2 separate regions of the Ovis aries genome follow, and region 1 is linked to region 2. A link is a contact called in public Hi-C data. All regions are on one chromosome and are shown on one strand. Each heading gives the region's core, a stretch centred on a gene start, on an enhancer-like site or on the middle of the called end of the contact. The rest is flanking DNA. Distances are from core to core; before and after follow the strand shown.

Region 1 (4,797 bases), core at 356-2,855, 340 kb after region 2:
TGGACGAGAGTAAAACAAAGCAAGGCATTAAAAAATAATTAAGATTCTTTTCCGAGTGAAAGGGTTCTACTTGTTCTGTCTCATAAACACAACTAAACGCTATTGTTTGAAATGAAAAATAACTGCTTACACTGACATGAAAATTTTTACCAAAAACATACAGTAACAAAGTATCAAAATGTAGACTTTCACTCTAGTGAAATCAGTATTTTAAAACTTGTATGTGATATCCAAATCACATACTAACATTTGAAAGCAATGACAAAAAAAAAAAAAAAAACAGAAATGGGAAAGGAAATGGAACCTTAGTTATCTTTTTCCCAGTCTGTGCTTTTTGGTTAAAGAGATCCCTAAAACAAGAAAATTAAACATAAAACACCAAATGAAATAAAGTTTGGATTAAGTCAGGTACAAAAAGCGTTATGAACTATAAAATGAAATCTATGTCAGCTGGCATCTTATCTCCCCAGAGAGCTCTAAATTCATCCTGCACATAAATCAAGAAACAGGAAAGCATGCAATACAATGGAGTCACCCCACACTACAAACACGAACAAATTAAACGAACACCCTATACTTCCTGGTATTTTTTTAAATGTTAAAACTTAGACCTGAGTTAAGTTATCTGTAAAGATCTACTCTAACCTATTTAAGAACTATGTGACAAACCTCATTTCTGCAGCACAAATATTTCCACAACAACATTGCTACCGGCTCTGATAAACTCTGTAAAAAAAAAATAATGATAATAATAAAAATATTAAGCTTTTTTAATGGCCAGCCAACCAACTCTTTACAAAATCTGACGCGTCTGTATTTCTGCTGTTCTGCGGTCTACGTTTCCTTGATCACAGAAGGAGGCAACTCCCTAACCGTCAGGGCTGCCTTAGCGCCCTCCAACTCCCCGGGTGCGGGTTACCTTCATCACTCCATTGTCAAATCGCACTCCCACGCCTCAGTCCTCAGCCCCTGTCCTAAGACTCTAGAGAGTCAAAAAGGGGAAAGAAATCCCCTCACCCACCGTCCTTTACTGAGGAGGGTGGGTGTGTCTGTAGACGAACGCTCTGTCAAACACAATTAAATCTTCCGCGGAAACCTCGACCCTAAGCCACAACGGAGCCAGCAGTAACCGGCCGGCCGCCGACCCCAGCCTTCCGCGGCCGCAGCCCTTCCTCTTTCTCCCCTCCAGCCCGGCCCCTCCCCCGTTGCGCGCACGCGCGGCCTCCAATCGATCCCCTCCCCCCGGCCCCCTCACCTGAATCATTAGCCACCCTCTTCCCAGGCTCTGGGAATCGCTGGCCCAGGAAGGAAGACAGGAGATGTGAGCGGGGAAGAGGATGCGTCGAGAGCCAGTGATCTGCGCCTCAGATGTTGGCCTAAGAGGCCCCTACGGTCAAGAGCAGCGTCTGTCACCGCCACCAAAACTGTACCAGCGGCAGCGCCTGGTTCGGCCCAGCTGACCCGGCTTAGGGTCAGAATGCCTAATTTGGTCCCACGGGAACTCGTTCCCCGAAACTGCGGGCGTTTCTATGCTGCGCAGACCGAACACCTCGCCACCGTCGCCGCCACTGCTGCTGCTCTCCAGTCGCCGCCGCCTAACCAATCCCTCCTCTACCGAGGAAGCACGACACTCAAAGCTTTACGACAGTTCGCAAAGTGAGAGCGCAGTAGCCTTCAATCCTCCATTAACATCTGTTTGTTTCTGCGCTTGCTCAGATGCCTGTTTCTCACCGTCCGGCTCCCTCTTCGCTGGCCCTCCCCCTTTGTACTCGCCTTATCAGTCTGTTGCCGAAACCTAACGAAGTCCTAAAGCTCGTTTTATGTTCATTTTTGAAATGCGTTCAGTATTAAACAAAATATTGACTACATCTTGGTTGATTTTTTTCATAACTGAAAGTTACAACCACAGAATTAATAACTATACTTAAGGTAATGAACAAAAACGCCATGGTTTAGTCTGTCACAGCAAATGGTACTCAAATCATCCTTACCAATGAGATCATCACCGTTGAGGTGAATTTGCTTTCAAAATCAGATAAAAAATGGTAATAGATATCCTGGGAACTAACTGTACAATCATATACGTTTTCTTATTTTATAAAAATCAGGAGACAACAGATGCTTCATTACTTGCATTAATAGGCTGTAGGCAAAAGGGATGTAGGCCTTGGAATCAGTAAAACTTCCTTTCAAATTCCAGTGAGTGAACTTAGAGGTTTGGGGAAGGGGTTGGGAATAGGGATAGATGGGGCGTTTGGGGTTGACATGTACACAGCACTATCTGTAAAATGGATAACCAACAAGAACCTACTGAATAGCATAGGGAACTCTACTCAATATTCTGTAATAACCTATATGGAAAAAGAATCCATTCAGTTCAGTCACTCAGTCAAGTCCAACCCTGTGACCCCATGGACTGCAGCATGCCCAGCTTCCCTGCCCATCACCAACTCCTGGAGCTTGCTCAAACTCATGTCCATCAAGTAGGTGATGCCATCCAACAATCTCATCCTCTGTCATCCCCTTCTCCTGCCTTCAATCTTTCCCAGCATCAGGGTCTTTTCCAATGAGTCAGTTCTTTGCATCAGGTAGCAAAAGTATTGCAGTTTCAGCATCAGTCCTTCCAATGAATATTCAGGACTGATTTCTTTTAGGATTGACTGGTTTGATCTCCGTGCAGTCCAAGGAACTCTCAAGTCTTCTCCGACACTACAATTCAAAAGCATCAATTCTTCGCACTCAGCTTTCTTTATGGTACAACTCTCACATCCATACATGAGTATTAGAAAAACCATAGCTTTGACTAGATGGACCTTTGTTGGCAAAGTAATGTCTCTGTTTTTAAATATGCTGTCTAGGTTGGTCAAAGCTTTTCTTCCAAGGAGGCTGCAGTCACCATCTGCAGTGATTTTTGAAAATTAAAAAAAAAAAAATTCGGTGATGAAAATAGCAGGTGTCTAATTGATTTGAACTTTGTAAATCTGTCTCCAAAAAGAAAGGAAGGTCGGGGAGAAAAGAAAGAAAATGTCAATTATACCTCAAGTTTTAAAAATCAAAAGCAGGTTAAAAATTTTAAACTATGTTAGTAACTTATGTGATACTTCTGTTGCACAGTGCTAACTGGGATCCAGACCCATATGGCTGTTTACTGGTTATGTCTCACAGGCAATTCTAATGCATCTTGTCCAAAATAAATAAATGAATGTACATATATAGTGTTTAAATCTCATCCATCTCAGGTTTCACTGTCTCTTTCAATAGGACCAAGTTATCTAATGAGGAACATAATGGTCATATTTGATAACTCTCTGTTCCTCACTCCCTACCTCTAATCAGGCAGTAAGTACTTCCAATTCTGCCAATGAAACATTTCAAATATTGAAAATCCACCCATTCCTCTCTGTACTCTGTACCAGTTCAGGTCTTTCGTATATTTGGTATTATTCATTTGTATAACAAATATTTATCAAGTACTTACTATGTGCTAGACATTGTGCTGAGCATTGTGAGTACTAGATACATGACCACTGTTTTACTTGAAGTATTTGAGAAGACCCAGAAAGCAAGCCCACTATTTAGAATATAACGTGGAAGGTATAGGATGACACACTCACGCTCTGAGAACACAAAGACAGAATACTGTAGTCAAACCAAGAGAAGGTAACCTTTAAATTTTGCAACATTAATAAGACAGTTACATAAAGCAAATAGGGCATTGCCCACAGAAAGATTAGCAATACTAAGCTACAGAATCCTCTAGTTGAAACATCGTGAAACAAATTCTCTACTAAGATCTACTGAATGTATCCTGCAAGGAACGTCTCAGGAGATAAGGGAAGCAAAGTAGACAGAAATGTATTAAGTAAGATTTTTGCTAGGAAAAGGAATTTTAACTATTTTATATTTCAAACCATGAGAAGCTGTTAAAGGGTATCAATCAGAGGAGAAATAATCAGATTTGATTAAAGACACCATTCTATAAGGCAAGTAGAGGACAGACAGAGAAGGCCAAGAGGAGAGGAGCAAAGACCAGTCAGAATTGCAGGTAAAAAGGGGTGCGGGTAGTAGAAATGAGCAGGAAGGGACAGAAACAATAAGAAGAATGAATAACTATGTGGTTCTAGAAGGTGAAGGAGGGGAATCTCAGAGACTTCCAGATTTATGGTGAATGCTTGGGTGGTGGCACCATTCAAGAAAGAGACACAGGCTTGAAAAACCCAACTTTGGGGTCTGGACCTTTCAACTGGTTAGGATAAGGGAGGAGATTGAGAGAAAGGAAAGTATTACTTCCTATGTTGGGCAAGTTGAATTTACCCAAAGTGGAGATTCCAATAAGCTGTTTGAAGCTTAGGAGAGAGGTCTGGGCTGAAGACAGAGATCTGGACTCATTCACACAGAGTGTGACAGCCAGAATAGTTCTGATGAGGCCACACAGAGTAGAAGTGAGACGAGACAGAGAAGCCTGACATTTTAAGAGCTGAAAAATTAAAAAGAGTCCCACAAGGCTATGCGTGGGCCAGAAAGAAAGTGATAAACATGTAACAAACAGCACCAATGAGGAAAAGTTTCAATAAAGAAGTGAACGGTGAGGGACATGAAATGTCTGTTAGTTTCACAGTATGGAGATCAGTAAGCAGGAGCAGTTTCAGCAACTTGTCTACATTTTAGAACAGAGGTTTTCAACTGGGGTTGGTTTTGACTCCCAGCGATTATTTGATGCTATATGGAGATATTTTTCAGAGAAGGCAGTGGCACCCCACTCCAGCACTCTTGCCTGGAAAATCCCATGGATGGAGG
Region 2 (5,502 bases), core at 1,635-4,134:
ATCTCATATTCTAAGTACTGCCTAGACATAACCATTAATCTATATATTTATATTTCATTTTGGAAAGAATTATATTACATAATCATGAAAAATGAACACAAGCAGATATCTTCATCAAAGTTGTACCTACTAGAGCTGGGACTTCTTCTGGAAACTGGAAAGAGACTATTAGGGCAAATAAAAGTAAGGACTTAAAAAAAATCTCAGGGACTTTTCTGGTAGTCCAGTGGTTAAGACTTTACCTTTCAATGCAGGGGGTGCAGGTTCGATCCCTGGTCAGAGAGCTAAGATACTACATGCTGCTGCTGCTGCTGCTAAGTCACTTCAGTCGTGTCCGACTCTGTGCGACCCCATAGACGGCAGCCCACTAAGCTCCTCTGTCCCTGGGATTCTCCAGGCAAGAACACTGGAGTGGGTTGCCATTTCCTTCTCCAATGCATGAAAGTGAAAAGTCAAAGTGAAGTCGTTCAGTCGATCAGGCTTCTCCATCCATGGGATTTTCCAGGCAAGAGTACTGGAGTGGGTTGCCATTGCCTTCTCTGAGATACTATATAACTTCCAGCCAAAACATATTACAGAAGCAATATTGTAATAAATTCAATAAGGACTTTAAAAATGGTCTACATAAAAAGACACTTAAATGCTAATACAACTGAAAAACAGTTTCAAGGTAGTTTTAGATAAATCCAAGACTGATAAGCTGGTGATAGATTCCTAATAAGTTCAAATTTCCCTTTTGGTAACCTCTGTTCATTAGTGTTTTTTTTTGCCACTCCACTTGGGGATCTTAGTTCCCGGACTAGGGATTGAACCTGGCCCTGCAATGAAAGCACTGAGTCCTAACCACTGGACTGCCAGGGAATTCCCTACTCATTAGGTCTTTTTTTTTTTTTTTTAAGGCTTTTAGAATGACTATTCAAATATTATATGCAAACAACACATAAAGAGTAATACATGGATTGGTTGTATGAAAAGAAGGACTATTCATAGAAAACGAAAAATTAAATTTAACAAATATCCAAGTTGAAGTGAAATAGTTCATGTTTGGAATAAAGGCTTTAGTGTTCTTTTTCTCTTTGAATTACTATACCCTGTTCATTAGTTTTTAAGATACTTGCTCATATTTTGAAGCTGACATGCCCCTGAGACATGGATTTACCTGAGAATAATGAATCACATCCGAATATACTTAGCCTATGATCACACCTGTACGGACCTAATGAGTGCTCAACAGATGCCTCGAGGGTTTCCTGTCCAGTCTGTGCTACGGAATGCTTTCAGATCAACTATCTAACCTATAGCTTCAAATATGGTACTTCCGTGTACAAAACTACTTTTACTTCTTCTTATAGTTGTATCTTTCCTGTAATTATTTATTGTTTTAAAATTTATCTTTTGTCTCCCTCCCTTTAAAATTGTAAGCTTGATGAAGTCAGAGACCACTATATTCATAGTGGCCATGATTAGGTCATTCAATTACATCTATTTGCCTTCCTGTGTAGATGAGGACAAGAATTTGGTCAACATGATCTTTCAATTTTTAAGACAGAGATATAATTCACATACTATAAGGTTCACCCTTTTAAAATGCACGATTCAGTGGTTTGTATTGTAGTATATTCACAAAGTTGTACTACCATCTCCAGAATATTTTCACCAATAAGGAAACACAGAACTATTAGCAATTATTCCCACACAGGACTGAGCGACTTTCACTTCATTTCACCTCTCTCCCCAGTCCCTGGAAATCAATGTTATCGATTTCTGCCTCTGTGGATTTTCTAATTTCATATAAATGGAATCATATAACATGGCGTCTTTTTTCCTGGATGCTTTCACTTAATATTGTCAAGGTTCATGTTGTAGCAGCACGTTGTTAGTACTTCCTTTTTAACAGCTGGATAATATTCTATTCTGTGGATATACTACATTTTGTTTACCCATTCCAGACAAGAGGATTTTTAACATCCCTTCCGACTCGAGGATCCTTTATTCAAGTGAAGGGTTACCCCCAAAGTTCATAAAGCAAATCACAGTGAATCATTATGCTTGGTAGTTTTTCTGCGCCCGGAAGTTTTCAAATCTTACCTACCATAGATCCAGAGAGGACTATCTTGTTATGACCCAGCATGTTTACTTCTGAACCCTGAAAACATCAGCTGCTCTAATTTATTTCAGGATTCTGCTTTCCCCCCCACCCCAATCGTCTCCTCACTGCCCACCCGATGCTTGATTGTAACTCAAATTGTCATCAGCAGATCTGTGCCGACTGAGATTGGGTGGGCGTCCTTCCCACGCCTCTCTCCCCTGTCCTTGGGCTTAGTGCACGTGCAATTTCTTCGCCATCAAAAACGCCCCTTCCTCTCCTCCCCCTTAAAAAGCCTTCCTTTGTTTTCCAAGGAAATTCAGGTGAAAGAAAGGGTGGGGGCAACGATATTTTTGACTTTCCTCACAATCCAGACGTTGGAAAGAAAAAGGATTTCCTTTGGGCTGCTGCCATGACTCTGATCTTTTATGCTGATAAAATATTTCCTTCTTCTTAAAAAAAAAAAAAAAAGAAGCTATGGGAAAAACATACACTTCAGCTACACTTACTCTAACTTTGGCGTTAAAAAAAAAAGTTTTCCAGTTTACTTCTCTTTCACAGAGTGGTTTTCTTCTTACCAGTTCAGGGATTGCAAGAGGGAGCGAGCCAGGTCAGCAGCGCTTTCTGGAGGCTGGCGTGGAGGAGGACTACAGGATCCAGAGGGCTTTGGAAACTCCAACAGCTACAAGCTTGTTGGCTACTACGGTTTCCCTGAGGAGTGACGCTGTAAAAACAAACCCTGATTGGTCAGGCCAGAGCTGAATTCTCCATTTATGGACAGATTGCCCTGCCCGAGTCGAGGCTCAGCCAGAGGAGTACGGAGTAAGTGGCCGAAGAAAGAGGAGCAAGGCAGGGCAGCTCGTGGGACGCGCGGAGAGCATTGCACTCACCTAGGCGGGGCGGCGAGCGCTGGGTCTGGGTGGACCCTGGTCCTCCGCAGTATGCGCCCCGCCTGCTAAGCAGCCTCCTGCTCGCCTTCACCTACCGCCGCCGATCCCGCCTGGATGGAGTCCCCCCAGGGTTCCCATTGGTTCTTGTGAGTCCTTGGGTTGTCGAGAGCCTGTTTTTGGCGAAGGGAACCAACTTCTGAAGTTCGCCCAGGAGACTGCGTTCCAGCCCCAGCTCCCCGGCAGCGGGACACGCCAGAGGCGCGATCGCGGCGCGAGTCACCATGGTGAGTTGGCCGCGCGGCGTCCCGGGACGCCGGACCCGGGGATGGGGCGGGAAGCCCGGGCGCGGGGCACCCACCTTGGGCGCGCTGCCGAGGCCGGGAGAGGAGAAGGTGGACGCCGGAGCCGGCACGTCGCGAGTCCTGATTTCCTGCCGCTTTTCCTCCACCCGGGCTCGGGGAGAGGGAGTGGGGGGCCAAGGAAAACTTTCTTTCAAGTCGCTTTCGGCGTCGCCAAACTTTTCGAGGCCGGTTGGCTATGGCTGCCAGCTGTCGGAAGCCGGGGAGATCCAAGTTCAGGGGCACGGCTCCCCGGGAGGGGATGGGCATCGCTTTCTCCCGGCTGGGAAGGTAGGAGCGGCCGCCCGCAGCACCGGCGCCACGGACCCCGCTCCTCCCCGGCCGCCCGGCAGCGCCGCAGTTGTCCCGCTGGCATCCGCGCGCCGGCGGGGGCGACGCGGCCGCACAAAGGCAGCCGGGCGCCAGGTAGGGCGAGCACCTGGCGGTGGGCAGGCGGCTGCGGGCGAGGGTGCCCCGGGCAGCTGAGAGCCGCGCCGGCCGGGAGGGTCTTGGCACCAAAAAGGCCGAGTAAACACCACCCTCCCTTTTCTCCAAGTGCGAGGTGGCTGGCACTTTTCGGGTGTACAGCAGACGGTTCGCAGAGGAGGAAGTCGAGTTTTTTGTTCTTTTTCCTTCGGTACTTGGGAAATTGATGGAAGTGGCTGGCTCTTTTTCTGACTCGTTTCTGACTTTTCCTCTACCCCACAATGTCCCGCCTGGACTACCCCGCCCCCCATAACCTTAGCCACAGCCCTTGGGGTTTGGCGTGGTGTGTACTTTTCTTTCCAAAGCACAAAAGCAAGGGCTCTATTTTGAAGAGATTGGCAGTCCATCAGCGGAGGGGAGGGGGGAAGTTTTACCCCAAGGCTTCATAGTTTCCACACTTGCTTCTTTTCAACTAATCTGACTTAGGACTCCGCTGGTCCTCTTCTGTTGTTGTTGTTTTTTTTTTTTTTTAAGTGACTGTGAAAGTGGCGCTAAGTAAAAATGATAACCCGTGCAGCACTAATTTAAAAATCTCTATCCTGCAGGAGCTGGGGGAAATTAGCAAAGGCACATAGAAACTTACAACTAAAAGGAGCACTTGATCCAGTGCTGTGTTTATTCAAAAGAATGATTAAAAGCAACCACACAAAAATCTTTAAAGGGGCACCCTTGACCAAAGCTTTTTGTTTTGTTTTGTTTTCACTTAGTCCAAAGTTATGTCACCCTTGTTTCTACCTAAGAGGGTACTTAATCTGTAAATAAAATTTCCCTTTCAGTTTTAGGATTTAAGAAGTCAGCCCACCCCACATTATTTTTGGAACCTTTATAGAGAACCAGTTACTTAAACTGTGTATTAGGGTGGAGATACCTAAACTGGGCCACAGCCTAATTGGCTACTTAAATTTAAGTACTTTAGAATTGCTATAATTATTTTCCATGGTTAAATATTTCCAAAAAAAGAAAAATCAATGTGTTTTATGTCAAGAGCTTGAAGAATCTTACTGAATTTAAATAGTTGAGTGGTACCTTGAGAAAATTAACTTTACCTTGTTGACTCATTTTTCATGCTGTAGAGGCTAAAAAGTACTGTGTGTGTGTGTTTAGTCACTCAACTGTGTCCCACTCTTTGTGACCCCATGGACCGTAGCCCACTTGCCAGGCTCCTATGTCCGTGGAATTCTCCAGGCAGGAATACTGGAGTGAGCAGCCAACCATTCCCTTCTTGAAGGCATCTTCCGGACCCAGGGACGGAACCTGCATTGCAGGTGGATTCTTTACTGTCTGAGTCACCTACTGTGGGATGCCTTTTCTAGGGACCTTGGAGACTCGTCGCTCAATTCAGTCCATTGCTGTTGAAGTAGGTGGATGGTGAAGTGGATGCAGAAGAAACATGCTCTAAGGAAGAGTTGTTTCCAGAGTGTGTAGGGTGTCAGTCGACAAGGATGGGGTCTGACTTACCTATTGATGCGTTCCCTGGCAACAGCACAGATGGCAGTACTATAGGGTGCCAGGAGACTATCAGTGCATCAGATACGGTTGCTGAGGCCACGATACCCTGACGGAAAAGTTGGAACAGCTGGCTGTCCTGAAATAGGAGCTGTGCCATCAGTCACTCCATCTACTGGATCTAGAATAATTTGGCAAAAATGAAATGAATCATTTCTTCACTGGTTTGCAAAATTAAGTCTGTGCACTAGATTTG

The links. A called contact is a pair of places that touch in the nucleus more often than the background predicts.
Region 1: a Hi-C map of tail adipose tissue shows a contact between it and region 2, with 5 times the contacts expected there. The contact joins the promoter of RNF111 here to the promoter of MYO1E in region 2. A contact is called at or near these places in 3 of 16 Hi-C or Micro-C datasets (hypothalamus and tail adipose tissue).

What each region holds. Positions count from the first base shown.
Region 1 is chr7:49,460,731-49,465,527 of ARS-UI_Ramb_v3.0, forward strand. It overlaps RNF111 (ring finger protein 111), which reads right to left and starts at 1,606. Exons shown (of 15, transcript XM_060417856.1): 1 at 1,256-1,606; 2 at 670-726. The coding sequence starts at 674.
Region 2 is chr7:49,115,805-49,121,306 of ARS-UI_Ramb_v3.0, forward strand. It overlaps MYO1E (myosin IE), which reads left to right and starts at 2,885. Exons shown (of 28, transcript XM_004010559.5): 1 at 2,885-3,260. The coding sequence starts at 3,258.